Regions from separate parts of the Mus musculus genome. Here region 1 is linked to region 2. Evidence: chromatin contacts called from public promoter capture Hi-C data. All regions are on one chromosome and are shown on one strand. Each heading gives the region's core, a stretch centred on a gene start, on an enhancer-like site or on the middle of the called end of the contact. The rest is flanking DNA. Distances are from core to core; before and after follow the strand shown.

What was found. Capture Hi-C pulls out chosen DNA fragments and counts their contacts.
Region 1: a promoter capture Hi-C map of adipose tissue shows a contact between it and region 2. The contact joins two enhancer-like sites. A contact is called at or near these places in 2 of 115 datasets of contacts at active chromatin or transcription factors (bone marrow-derived macrophages and embryonic basal ganglia) and 1 of 9 other capture datasets (adipose tissue).

The regions. Positions count from the first base shown.
Region 1 is chr7:66,337,093-66,343,389 of GRCm38.p6, forward strand. Lrrk1 (leucine-rich repeat kinase 1) reads right to left here. Exons shown (of 34, transcript NM_146191.3): 3 at 5,670-5,833. Among named protein-coding and RNA genes, the nearest start is that of Mir7057, 41 kb to the right of the region's middle. Within about 2 kb of position 2,724, at least 74 of the 459 cell types and tissues checked have an H3K27ac peak or open chromatin away from gene starts, as enhancers often do. A contact at or near this core is called in adipose tissue, where this site is marked.
Region 2 is chr7:66,133,100-66,140,054 of GRCm38.p6, forward strand. The region is part of intron 2 of Chsy1 (chondroitin sulfate synthase 1); the gene reads left to right. Among named protein-coding and RNA genes, the nearest start is that of Chsy1, 27 kb to the left of the region's middle. Within about 2 kb of position 2,777, at least 102 of the 459 cell types and tissues checked have an H3K27ac peak or open chromatin away from gene starts, as enhancers often do. A contact at or near this core is called in adipose tissue, where this site is marked.

The sequences.
Region 1 (6,297 bases), core at 1,474-3,973, 200 kb after region 2:
GTGTGCAAGTGTGAGTGTATGTGTGTGTATGTGAGTGAGTGTGTGTGTGTGTCCTATTGGGTGGAGTAGGGCTCCTTGCCTGAGCTTGGAATGTTTGCTTTCTAATGTCCATTCCTCCAAGTTCTACCCTTCAGAGGGAATGTGATGTTAGGGACACAGTTGGCCAATACTTCCTCCAAGGCTGCGTGTTTTCTTTCTAGCCTCCAAACAGAGTGTTTATTAGAGAATAACTTTCTAATTTTGGCAAGATGCAGCTTATCTATTTTCCTTTCTTTTTCTAGGTCCTTTCTTTTCCGGACTGATTGTGCAGGCTGTACCATCTGCAAGTGAGGATACTTTTATTTTCCCTTCAGATCTACATGTGGTTTATTTCACTTCACCTTATTTCCCTGGTTTGAACATCAGGTGGTCTACTGAATAATACATTGATTATAATTATAATAATTCTTTTTTATTTCAGAGGAGAGCATGAATGCAGTTTCTTATCACAAATTATGCATAAAGATTGAAGATTGCTATCTTAGAGATCTAGATCCCTTATTATTAGTTAGTAACCCCACCCCCACCCCCTTGGTAATTCTCTTTGCTCTGTAGTTCACTTTATCTGATCGGTACATAGCCACTCCTGCTTGCTTTTGCTTAATTCTTAGTGGCCTAATATATTTTCATCTACTTACTTTCTGAACACATACACATTCACACAAAATCACACATCTTCACACATAATACACACACACAACATACTCACACACATGCACATACATATGTACACTCACACACTTACATTTACAACACTCAAACACATGCATACATATACATACACATACTCACTCACATGCACACTCACACACACACTCACACATACATATATACTCACACACTCATACACACACACACAAACACTCTCACACATGCATATACTCACACTGTATTTAATACACACACCATTGTATTTAAAGTGAGTTTCTCACAGGTAATATCCATTTCTTATTCTTTTTAAAAATCCTACCTGTAAAACTCTGGAACTAAGCTCATGGATTTAAATCAATTATATTTAATATAATTATTTAGATGTTGAATTTAAGTCTGCCATGTGATTGTGTTTGCTTTTGTTTACTTTCATTTTTATTTTTTTCCCCTGTGAGCAGCTTGATTTGTTTTGATTTGGTTATACTGTTTTTTATATAGCGCTATGACAGTTTTAATGTTTAATCGTTTGTAGACAGTGACTCACCATGTATCCTCGGTTAGTCTGGAACTCTATGTGTACCTCTTTGTAGATCTGCTGCCTTCCTCCCAAGTGCTGAGATTAAAGGCATGCACCATCATATCCGGCTATATGCAGTTTTGTAAATGATTGCTTCAGGTATTGCATTATAGATATGTAGCCTACTAAAATAGACCGATAAAGTACTATTTTCAGTAATTTTAAAATCAGTTTAGATAGCATTGAAATTTTACCTTTATTAGATAATTGCCTTGTTTTTAAAAATCCCCTCTTTCTATATTAAGAGCTGTATTAAGCGATGGTTCCGTTTGCTTCAACTGTCAAATACAACTCGAGGGACAAAGAATGAACTAACAGCCTATTCTGTGTGCTTGTGCTTTGTTCTCACCAGGCTCCTAATTCCCAACAGCCCTTGCTTGGTTCGTCCTTTAGGTATAGCTGCTCCGTTAGGGACACCTTCCTTCCAGACGTTAGTTCTCTCATCTCCATCATTCCAGAATGTATTCATTTTCTCTTCCTTCTTGAGGGGTATTCTCCAGGCCATGGGGCTTTAAGTTGACCCCTCTCCTTCGTTAGTGCTTTGTGTCACTTCCCCTGGATCCTTGGTGTCTGACAATGTCGTTCAAATTGTTCCCCCCCCCCAAGGAAACATATCTCCTTCTCCCTCTTCCTCTCCCTCTCTCTCTCTCCTCCCCCCAGAGCTTCAGAGCTTTCAATAGTTTTGGTTTTGTTTCTTTTGTTTTTATGGTGGCTTGAGTATGATATGTGGGGAGCACTGGTCACTGACATCGCTCCTGTCGGGGACCTTCTTGCTTCTCCACTCTGCTGGCTTTGTCTTCTCTGCTTTGGAGGAGTTTTCAGTTTCCTAAATTAGGGTTCAGTGCGTTTCCTTCCACTCCTTGTGGACTCTGAGAGCATGAGTTCAGCTAAAATTCTTACCTCCTCTGGGGCTCTTTCAATCTCTTGCTCCTTCCTCACTCCCTCTCCCCCTTCCTCTTCCCCTTTCTTCTCTACCCTTTCCCTTCTCCATCTCTCCCTCTCCCCTCCCTTTCCTTTCTTCCTTCCTCCATCCCCATCTCTCCCTTTTCTCGTTCTCTTCTCCTTCCTCTCCTCTCCCCTCCCCATATCTCGCCCTCTTTCTTCCCATCTCTCCCCCTTCTTTTCCATCTCCCCTTCTCCCATCTCTCCTCCTCCCTGTGTCTTCCTTTTTCCCTTCCCTCTCATTCTCCCCTTCCCTCCTTCTCAATCTATCAGGGTATAGATTCTTTCTTCTGTCTTCTCTATTCTAGACTTGAGTCTGTCTACAAAAGAAACCTTCAGCTATTGTATTTTAGAGATTCTAAAATTTCCATTTCATCCCCCTTTGCTCCTCCATGACACTCCTTCTTTGGTGACTCCTGCTGTTTACTTTTGCTTTAAGCATGCTCGTGTTTGCTCGCAGGAGTGTTTGGTCTGTTTTAGAGGTCTTGTCTGAGCTTCCAAACGTCTGACTCATCCAGCTGCGGACACTGTGGCTGCCCTGTTCTCTCTGAGTGATATTTTTCTGTTTCCTGAGGAGAGTGTGTTTATTAGGATCTGGTGATTAGTGAAAATGTATTTTAGGAACGGGATCCTATTCAAGTCCTGGGCTTGGACTCTGCTAACTCTGGTGGGTGAACAGTTGTGTGGATTAATCACTCCTGGGAAAACAGGAACTACTCAGAATTAGATGGGACAAGGGGAATGGACTCCTGGGTCCTGTTGGGCAGGAAGGTCTTTCATGCTCCTTAGGTCTCCAGTGAAAGCAGTGTGTGTGTGTGTGTGTGTGTGTGTGTGTGTGTATGTTGGGGGGATGGTTATTATATTACCACCTAGTGCCTGAGTGCTGATTAACGTCCCAGCTCCCAGCAGACTTCTTGGATGACTGGGACAACTTTTACAGCCTGGCTGGGTTAGAGCCTCTCCACCTGGCCTTGGCAGGAGTGTGATGGGGAAGGGCTGCAGACACTGCTATGGTGTGGCTGGGCGTTGCCTATAGACTGTTTTTTCATGCTGCCCTTGCCTAGTGCTCTGCCTTCCCTTAGAGCTTCTTTGTCTGTGTCCATTTGTTTCTGAGTCGCCAGCTTCTTGTTGTTCTATCAGGGATGCAACGAAGGTGAGAGGGACCCCCCAGAGGTGCAACACCCCCCCCCAGCTCTGACCACACTAGCAGGTCTTTTCTCTCTCACTTGAAAATGTCCACTGCAGTGCATGCAGCATTGCTGTGTACGGAATGTGCAGGGTTCTCAGCTGCACCGAGAGAGGAATGCTGAGACGCACACCAGTTCCACCAGCTTCTCTTCAGTTTTTAAAATCACGCCTAATTGTTTTTATTTTTTATATGCACTAGTACATGACTTTCTTCTGCATGCCTGCATCCATTCGTCCTTCTTAATAGAAGTTACCGGCTTATTTACTGAAACTATATTGGAGAGCTTTTCAAATTGTGTTGAGCTGTTATCTGACGCTTTGGGAATTCTTCATAGCATCCTACAGCCAGGGAACACTGGGGATTACATCACCTTGTGGACCCAACAGTTGGGCCATCTCGCACACATAGGTGTGGCCCCGAGAATTCATAACCAGAGCAATATCAAATGTCCTCTTCACGGTGCTCATTGTCTCCCAATCTCTGACTTTTCTGAGAATTGGCTAGAGGCTTAAAAATGGAATCATTTCTAACATTAAATTAAATGATTAAGCCTAGGCTAACCAAAGTAATGCAAACAAAGTATTGATGAAGGGTTTCCACGGTAACATTCAATTCTTATTCCCCGTGAGCTGTTGGCAGGAGGGTAATTTTGGGTTTGCTTTTTAGCCAATGGTTTGGCATACGTCATGTATGAAAGTGTCAAAACAAAACTCACTGTTTTATATTAATGTGCTAACAAAAGCGTGCATACCTATACTCTCCATTTGGGACACCCACGCATGCTAAGAAAATAGCCTTACAATAAGAAAACAAATAGGCAAAAAATTCTGTACATTACTGGTAAGAAATTTGAAATAAGCCAAATTTCCAATCAAGAGGAGTGGATTGAATTTAAGTTATGTCCTCTCTATTACAGGGAATACTATGCAGCCATCAATGGCAATGCCTGCAATGAATTTACAGTCCTGCAGAAAACCCTGCATATAATAGAAGCAAACACAAAGTATATGCAAATCAATGATCTGTATTTATATTACCTACATGATTCATCGTATATTATCAGAAGTGCAACACTCCACCTGAGCAGCAGGCTAGAAGAAAACGTATCAAGTCAATGAAGAGGCAGTGTTTGGGCACATTAGGGACGGGCTTAGCTTTTGTTCTTTTTTTTTTTTTTTTCCTTTTACTAACAGATTTTTCCAAAAATTTCTGAGCACATGCTGTTGTTATATAATGGAAGAAAGTATGAAATCAGTAGATACAGACTGCATTCACAACCCTGCAAAGCTCGACACGGAAGGCGATAGTGTCGTGCCACTGAAGAAACCCCTGGAAAGGACCACTCTCCACATGCCCAAGTGCAAATCGAGGTGTTTCCAAACAGACGCTGGAGTCCCGTGAAGACTCTGGCAGTGCGAAGATGACCCGAAAGCTGGGGATGTGGTTCAGCCGGTCCAGGCATCCTCCTTCATCCCCAGCATCTTAAGCCTGGCAGGGAGGGACATGCCTGCAACCCCTATCGCAGAGATGGAGGCAGGAGAATCAGAAGTTTAGGGTCAACCTTGACTGCACAGTGAGTTAGCAGACAACCTGGGATCCATGAGACTTTACACTCCCTGCCCCTTATTGCTAAAGGGGAGACTTTATTCCTACTTTCCAGTAGAGGGATAGCTCAGTGGGTAAAAGCGGGGGTCGGGTGCTCAGTGGATAAAGCGCTTGCTGTGTAAACATGAAGACCTGGGTTCGGATACCCAGTAACCATGCAAAACCCAGATTCATTGGTGCCTGCCTATAACCTCAGTTGTTCTAGAGGTGTGGACCCAGGGAGGTCCTTGGGGTTTTGCTGACCAGCCTAGTGTGGCTGAGATGATAAGCTCTGGGTTTAGTGAGTGACCCTGTACCAAAAGATATGGTGAAGGGGCTGGAGAGACAGCTCAATGGTTAAAAGAACTAGTGGCCATTGCGGAGGATCTGAGTTTAGTTGGTTCTCAACACCCACATCAAGGCTCACAACTGTCCATAATTCTAGGTGATCTCACGCCCTCTTCTGGCTTCCTTCGGTACTACATGCCCATGGAAGTGCTTCTTACTTTGCAGGCAAAATTCGTAAAGTAAAAGTATGCATACACAGTGTCTGTCTGTCTGTCTGTCTGTCTGTCACACACACACACACACACACACACACACAGAGAGAGAGAGAGAGAGAGAGAGAGAGAGAGAGAGAGAGAGAGAGAGAGAGAACAGCAACTCTGGGGCAGTAGCACACCCTACCTTCTCCTGTGAGGATTCGCTCTCTTCACAAACCCCTCTGAGTAGGTCTCGGGCTCGGGAGAGGTTCCTCTGCTTGTACGCAGTGTGGATTTCTTCCATGCTGGGGCACTGCACCGTGGAGCTGCCACCTGGTAAAGACAGTTTGCTGCCCATGTCTTCGGCACCTGCGTGGGAGGACATGTACACATGGTATCACTGTGGCTGGTGACCTCTGGGTAGTCACTGGAGGTGACAGTGGAGGTGTGCATTACCCATGACATCACAGGGCTGGGGGTTAGGAAGAGAATCCTGAAAAGCTCCTGTCAGCAGGCTCCTATATCTCTGGGGACCCCCAGCCATTCTGGAAGGCATTTACTGGACAGTTCGAAGTTTAGCACAGCTGCTTGGGAGGAGAGGCCAGACATGCAGAGGACTCGGTGCCTGGGTCCTTATGGAGCAGCTGGACACAGCTAAGCACTGCACTGAGTGGAAAGATACGAGTGAAGGAGACCACTGTTCCCCATCAGTGTCCCGCTCCAGAACAAGGTTGATATTAGAGGTCTGTAAACGCCCAGATGCTGACAAACAGGCTTCGGAAGTCCCCTAAATGTTTTAAAGTTCTTCCCAAAACTCTCTCTGAAGCATGTAT
Region 2 (6,955 bases), core at 1,527-4,026:
TTTCTTTTTTCAATTTTTTATTATTTTCTTCATTTACATTTTAAATGCTATCCCGAAAGTCCCCTGTACCTTCCCTGCCGCCCTGTTCCCCTACCCACTCACTCCCACTTCTTGGTCCTGGCGTTCCCCTGTACTGGGACATATAAAGTTTGCAAGACCAAGGAGCCTCTCTTCCCAGTGATGGCCAACTAGGCTATCTTCTGCTACATATGCAGTTAGAGACACGAGCTCTGGGGGTACTGGTTAGTTCATATTGTTGTTCCACCTATAGGGTTGCAGACCCCTTCAGCTCCTTGGGTACTTTCTCTAGCTCCTCCATTGGGGGCCCTGTGTTCCATCCTATTGATGACTGTGAGCATCCACTTCTGTATTTACCAGGCACTGGCATAGCCTCACAAGAGACAGCTATATCAGGGTCCTTTCAGCAAAATCTTGCTGACATATGCAATAGTGTCTGTGTTTGGTAGCTGATTATGGGATGGATCCCTGGGTAGGGCAGTCTCTGGATGGTCCATCCTTTTGTCTCAGCTCCAAACTTTGTCTCTATAACTCCTTCCATGGGTATTTTGTTCCCTATTCTAAGGAGGAATGAAGTATCCACACTTTGGCCTTCCTTCTTCTTGATTTTCTTGTGTTTTACAAATTGTATCTTGGGTATTCTAAGTTTCTGGGCTAATATCCACTTATCAGTGAGTGCATATCAAGTGAATTCTTTTGTGATTGGGTTACCTCACTCAGGATGATATCCTCCAGATCCATCCATTTGCCTAAGAATTTCATAAATTCATTGTTTTTAATAGCTGAGTAGTACTCCATTGTATAAATGTAAATGTACCACATTTTCTGTATCCATTTTTTTGATAAAGGTTATTTCCAGCTTCTGGCTATTATAAATAAGGCTACTATGAACATAGTGGAGCATGTGTCCTTATTACTAGTTGGAACATCTTCTGGGTATATGCCCAGGAGAGGTATTGCTGGATCTTCTGGTAGTACAATGTCCAATTTTCTGAGGAACCGCCAGACCTATTTCCAGAGTGGTTGTACAAGCTAAGCAAGCATATTTTTAGGTTGCTTCAAAGTAACTATGATATCTTCCCAATTTTAAGAGGCAACAATAAATTAAAGTTTGTAGTTCTGATATTTAATCATCTTTATTGGTACTTAATCTGGTGTCTTTAGCACAGCAAATGAGGAAACAAAGGCAAGAATGAACTTGACAGTGAACGGTGGCAAAGGCAGTGCTGACGGGATTAGGGAAATCGGGTAAAATTGCTTAAGGTTTAGAAGAGTGTTGTAAGTTGGTATGTCTCAACCTTGTGCAACAGGAATGTTTGTTTAATCAGAATGTTGTATATGTATATATGTATATATATAATCAGAATGCTACATATGTGTATATATATAATCAGAATGTTGTCTATGTATATATGTATATATATAATCAGAATGCTGTATGTGTATATATGTATATATAATCAGAATGTTGTCTATGTATATATGTATATATGTATATATATAATCAGAATGCTGTATATGTATATATATGTATATATAATCAGAATGCTGTATATGTATATATATTTCAAGTACTGGGGTTGTATGTAGATCTCATACCAGGCAGGATTTTATCAAAAGTGGACTTTACGTGAGATTTGCTTGAATAACTTGAAAGGAGCAGGTGCCACTCCAAACCTAGACATGGTATCTCAGTGGGTGGAAATTCCCTGTCTACTGTATAGTACAGCCTTCTCTGACAATTCTTTACCCACTAAACTTTCAGGAGTTGTCATTCATTTAGATTCAGAGAACGTTTCTTAGGAGGTAGTGGTGTTCCGGAACCATGTAGAACTTAGCACTGTTAGTCTACCTTTCCACTTGTCCTGGGTAGCAGAAAGAGAGATTGCCTTTGGTTTTTCCAGTGAGTAGAGACTGTATTTGGGGTGGGGGAAGCCAGACTGGGTGCCAAATGCTCCCTCTGGGCTGTGCTTTATAAGGTTAATACTATTTACATACCTTTCTTCTCTGAGTCATGTTAACACTCAGGAATTATATGACCAAATACAAATGAGTGGGATTGAAGGACAGCACTGTCACTGTGAGTGACAGTGTGAACAGCAGTCTCGGGAGATGACAAACACAAAGGTTTGACAGGATTGGTTTTCTTTCTTGGTTCCACTAGCCAGGCTGGCCTTAAATTCCCAGTTCCACCTCTGCTTTCTGAGGGCTGCTCTTGCAGGCACGGATCACCACAAAGTAAAAACTAAGTGTTTACTCAGTGTAGCTAGGAATCTCTCCGTTTTTCAGACTAGCTGCTAAGTAATTTAAAGCTTGTTTATGGACTGGTTCCATGTTTCAGCAGTTACAAAGTGAAACTTACTGTGAGTCAGCATCCACCAGTAGGGTCTCAGGGGGTAACATGTTTGTTAAATTCTCTCCAATGGGATGGAGCGTGAGGAAGACATCTCACCTTCCTATGTTAAATCTCTAACTCCACACCAGGCAAGACTAAACTAGAGTCTAAGGTACAGAAATTCCTCAGTGTTTCTTCCTGTGTCAAGGTCTTGAGACATGAAGACTTCACTCAATGTGGGCCTCTGGGTTGGAAGAGAAAGGGGCATGGAAGAGCAAGCTTGGTGGGTTGTGGCAGAGTCAACTGCTCAAGGACTAGTTGTTTACAAATGTTAATTTCCTCATTTTAGCTCCTGTGTCATAGTTAAGTAGGAGGAAACAGGGCAGGAGGTGCTAGTCTCAGCATTTACAGTTCTGTTATTGGAAATGGTTTCAGAACATTTTGTATTACGTTTCGGTGTCTGCCTGCCTATGTGTGCCAGCTATGGTGTCTGTAGAGGTCAGAGGATAATCCGTGAACTTGGCTCTCTCCTTCTACCATGTGTCCCAGATACTGAACCCAGGCAGTCAGACTTGGTGGCAAGTGGCTAATTTACTGAACCATCTCACCAGTCCCTCTAAAATTATTGCAAATTTTAAAAAAGGTAGAGCCAGGAGTGTTGGAGTTTAAGGTCATCCTTAGCTACATAGTAAGTTTGAGGACAGCCTAGACTGCTACATGAATCTGACTGCAAAAGTGGGGTGGGGGCAGTTAGAACACAGAGCCTTCCAACAGAAAATGAAGGGCTTTTGTTGTGGTTGTTGTGTCCTGTAGACTGTTCTGTGCTCTGGGAAACTGGGCAAAGCAATACAGAGCTGGATTCTCTGAGTGGATATTATACAGGATGTGAATTGTAGCTTACTGACTTCTAGGAACTTGAAGACAGAAGAGGTCTTTGTTCTAGAGGCTGCAGACTTCTAGCTCCATAAAGAGCTTATCATTGAGCAAGATTATAATGTGCCATGTCATGACTGTAAAAAAATGTGTAATGGGACCATTACAGCCAACCCTTTTCCTGGGTAGCAAGATTCTTTCAGCATTCACAGAGCAATTAAATGCTAATCCCCTGCTGACACCAGGATTCAGGGAAGGCAACCCTGCTGGACTCTACTACCTAGGGGTAAAGTAATCTGTGCAGATTTATTTCTTTGATGCTGGACATTTATTTCCTAAGCCAAAAACAAAAAATAAACAAAACCCCCAAAACACAAGAATTGGAGGTTGAGGACTTAGCTCAGTGATAGAGCACTTACCAGACAAGCATAAGGTCCCGTGTTCCCTCTCTAGATGAAGGCTTAGTTTTACTTATACCGATGCAATTGAAAGCAGTAGAAGGCTTGTTGGTAGATATTTATAATGGGTATTTTAATAATTCAGGTTTCTGCTTGCTCAATTAGAGTACAGTGCCTATGGAAATGAGCATATCTAGGTAATACAAATATGCTTAGCTTTTTAAATGATGCAAAAACAGTGTGCCTGTCTGCCCTGAACATGGAGACTGTGGCGGTACAGCCTTGCAGTTCTTGTCTGTCAACTTCTCTGTGTAAAAGCTAGAAAGCAAGAGACTCAGAAGAAGCAGACATGAGGTGGCATAAGAGGGAGGCTTACAAGACCTGCAGGAAGTTTTTGGAGATGCAGTGCATGGGAGGAGTCCCTTGTTTTTAAAAAAATAAACAAGACTATATGACTAAGTCATGATTATAGTGGCTCATATCTACCTGTACCTGCAGATCAGGGAATAGAATGCCCTTTCCTGACCTCCACGGGCACCAGGCTTGAGTGTGGTGCACAAACATATAAAAGGAAACACCTACACACATAAAATGAAATAAACAAACATGTAAAATATTATACTTGAACATCAAATTTCAGATGAGTTAGGCATGGTGACATACACCTATGCTAGCTACTAAGAGGCAGGACAATCACAAGTTCAAGATGAGCCAGGTAAAACACTAAGGTCCTGTCTTTGGGAGGGGCATTCTAAGTAAAACCACACAGCTCTGTGCTAATCTCCAGCTGTCTGTGCCCTAGTTGCCCTCAGGCCTGGCAAGATTGCACTCTAGTGCAATCATCACACTAGGCGTCAGCATCGTACGTGTCCACCATATCCAGGGATCCATTCCCTTAAAAAAAGATGCAAGTACCCTGCAGGTACCCTGGCATTGAGTGTGCAGCACTGCCAGTCTCAAACCAGCGAATGTAAACCCAAGACTCTGCCTTTGGGATGTACCAGATGTGCCCAGATAGGCTACGGCTTGCTGACCAACAGATTGCTGAAGTCACTTGGTGACAGTGGCAGGGGATCAATAGGACTTTTTCCCCCTTTCTTTCTTTTGTTGGTAATTGTATTTATTTACATTTCAAATGTTATCTACGCCCCGGTTTCCCCTCCACAAACCCCCAATCGCTGAGGGTGCCCCCCAACCTCCCCAACCAGCAAAGCAGAAGTCACTGTGACATTGCAGAAGCAACAAAAATGAAATTGGTTCAGTTAAGCCTTTGTAGTAAAGCTTTTATTTCTTTCAATTTTAAGTTACATTTATCTAGTTAGTTATTGTATGTATGTGTGCATGCTACAATATACATGTAGACATGAGGACAACTACCAGGAGTTGGTTCTCTCCACTATATTAGTCCCAGGGATCAAACTAGTATCATTAGCCTTGGCAGCAAGGACATTATCCACTGGGCCATCTCACTGATGTTAGCAGAGAAGTCACATTGCACTGTTCTACTCTTTATAATGATCATGTTCTTTCCTATGTACTTCAAATCTTTCTCATTGTAACTGCCCAGTATTCATTTGGCAGTCATCAATAAAGTTATGTTGCCAAGAGTTTTAGATGAAGGGGTAATTTTAATCTTCCATCTTTTGTTTGGCTTTTAGAATGCTCAGATTTAAGCTAATGTTTAGTGATGAGACCTTGTGGGCCTCTGTCAGTCAGCAGTCTCTTGTGATGGGCTTCCAGAGTTGGTGGCAGCATGAAAACACACGGGCTGTTTGGCCTCCAGCCCAGCTTCTCAGCTCGTTCTCCGCATCCTGGAGCAGCTGCTTCAAGAGTTGTGATGCTCACGTCTATGAGGGCTCTGTGAGGGTCCCTGCCTCCTCCTTGATCCTTGTTGCAGGAGCTCACCAGTTATTGCAGTAACTCAGAGAGGGGACACTGTTCCAATGTCACAGCAGAGTTTGTTTGACATTTAGTGTTAATCATAGAAAAGTCTGTCAATAAAAACCTAGTCTGTCTTTTTCATGCTGATAATATCGTCCTTTTCTGTAATTTTTAGGAGAAATCCATTGAATATCATTTTGACTTTACAGTATGTGTAGTCAGTTGAATAGCATCCACCCAGAGATAGCCAGTCTTAGTAAATGTCACCTCATTTGAAAAGTTGGTTTTGCAGATTCCTTTATTAAACTGAGGAACTTGAGGTGAGGACACAGCCCTGGATTGTCCGGGTGGGCACTACACAAGAGAAACCTGAGCTACACAAACAGGAAGGCCGTGTGAGAACAGCACCTGTGGGAATGGTGCAGCCATCAGAAGCCGGTACAAGCCAGTAGGCCCCTGGAGAGAGCATGGCCCCACCACATATCTCTGAGTGCCACCTTTCTTGCACTCAGAAAGGTGGGAGAATCTTCCCCCGACCCATATCTCTCTGCCTCTGTGTCTCTGAGAGTCTGTGTACAAGTGTTCCTGTGTGTGATATACTCGCATGTTGATGCCTGAAAGCCAGAGGTTGACTTTGGGGCTTCTTCAGTTGTTCTCTACCTTTGTTTGTTTGTTTGTTTTTGTGTTTTTGACAGGGCCTCACTGAATTCTGAGCTCTTGAATTTATATAGACAAACTGACCTGCAAGCCACAGATATTTAGCTGCCTGTCTCCCACTCCTTCCCCTAAGCACTGGGGTTACAGAAGCACACTCAAACAACTTGCTTTTTATGTGGGGCCTGGGGACCCAGGCTCAGGTCCTCATGCTTGCTCAGCAACTATTTTACTCATTGAATCATCTCCCCAGCTCGGTATTTCTGTTTTGTTTTTAAGCCAGCAAGTCTGTGGTGATGTGTGAAAGCAGTCTTTTAATGACAGGCTCTCTCTATGTAGCTTTGTCTGGCTTGCAATCACTTTGTGGACCAGGCTAGCCTCGAACTCAGAGAGATCCACCTGTCTCACCCTCCCAAGTACTAGGATTAAGGGCACGCACCATCACAGGCTGGCTGTTATGGCAGTCTTAAGATGCAGAAGTGGTATATTACCCAAAAGAGAAGCCTTCAGGAATGCAAGAACAGAGAGGCTCCATCACCCATCATGGAGCTATGGGCCAAGGGCTGCTCTTGCTAAGGTCACCATCTCTAATAACAGGACCTCACAAGTGTGTTGTGTGAAGTGCCCGACACAGTGAGCACTGCCCTTCTTCCTGCCTGGTTTGTCTAATGCAGAGGATATTACAGTATAGTCCCCAGACCAGCAGGTTCAGCATCATCTTGTATCAGGGTCTCCCCATGCCCTGTATTGAAAACCAGAGCCACTGTATCCTCAGAGGTAAGCATGTATCAGAGTC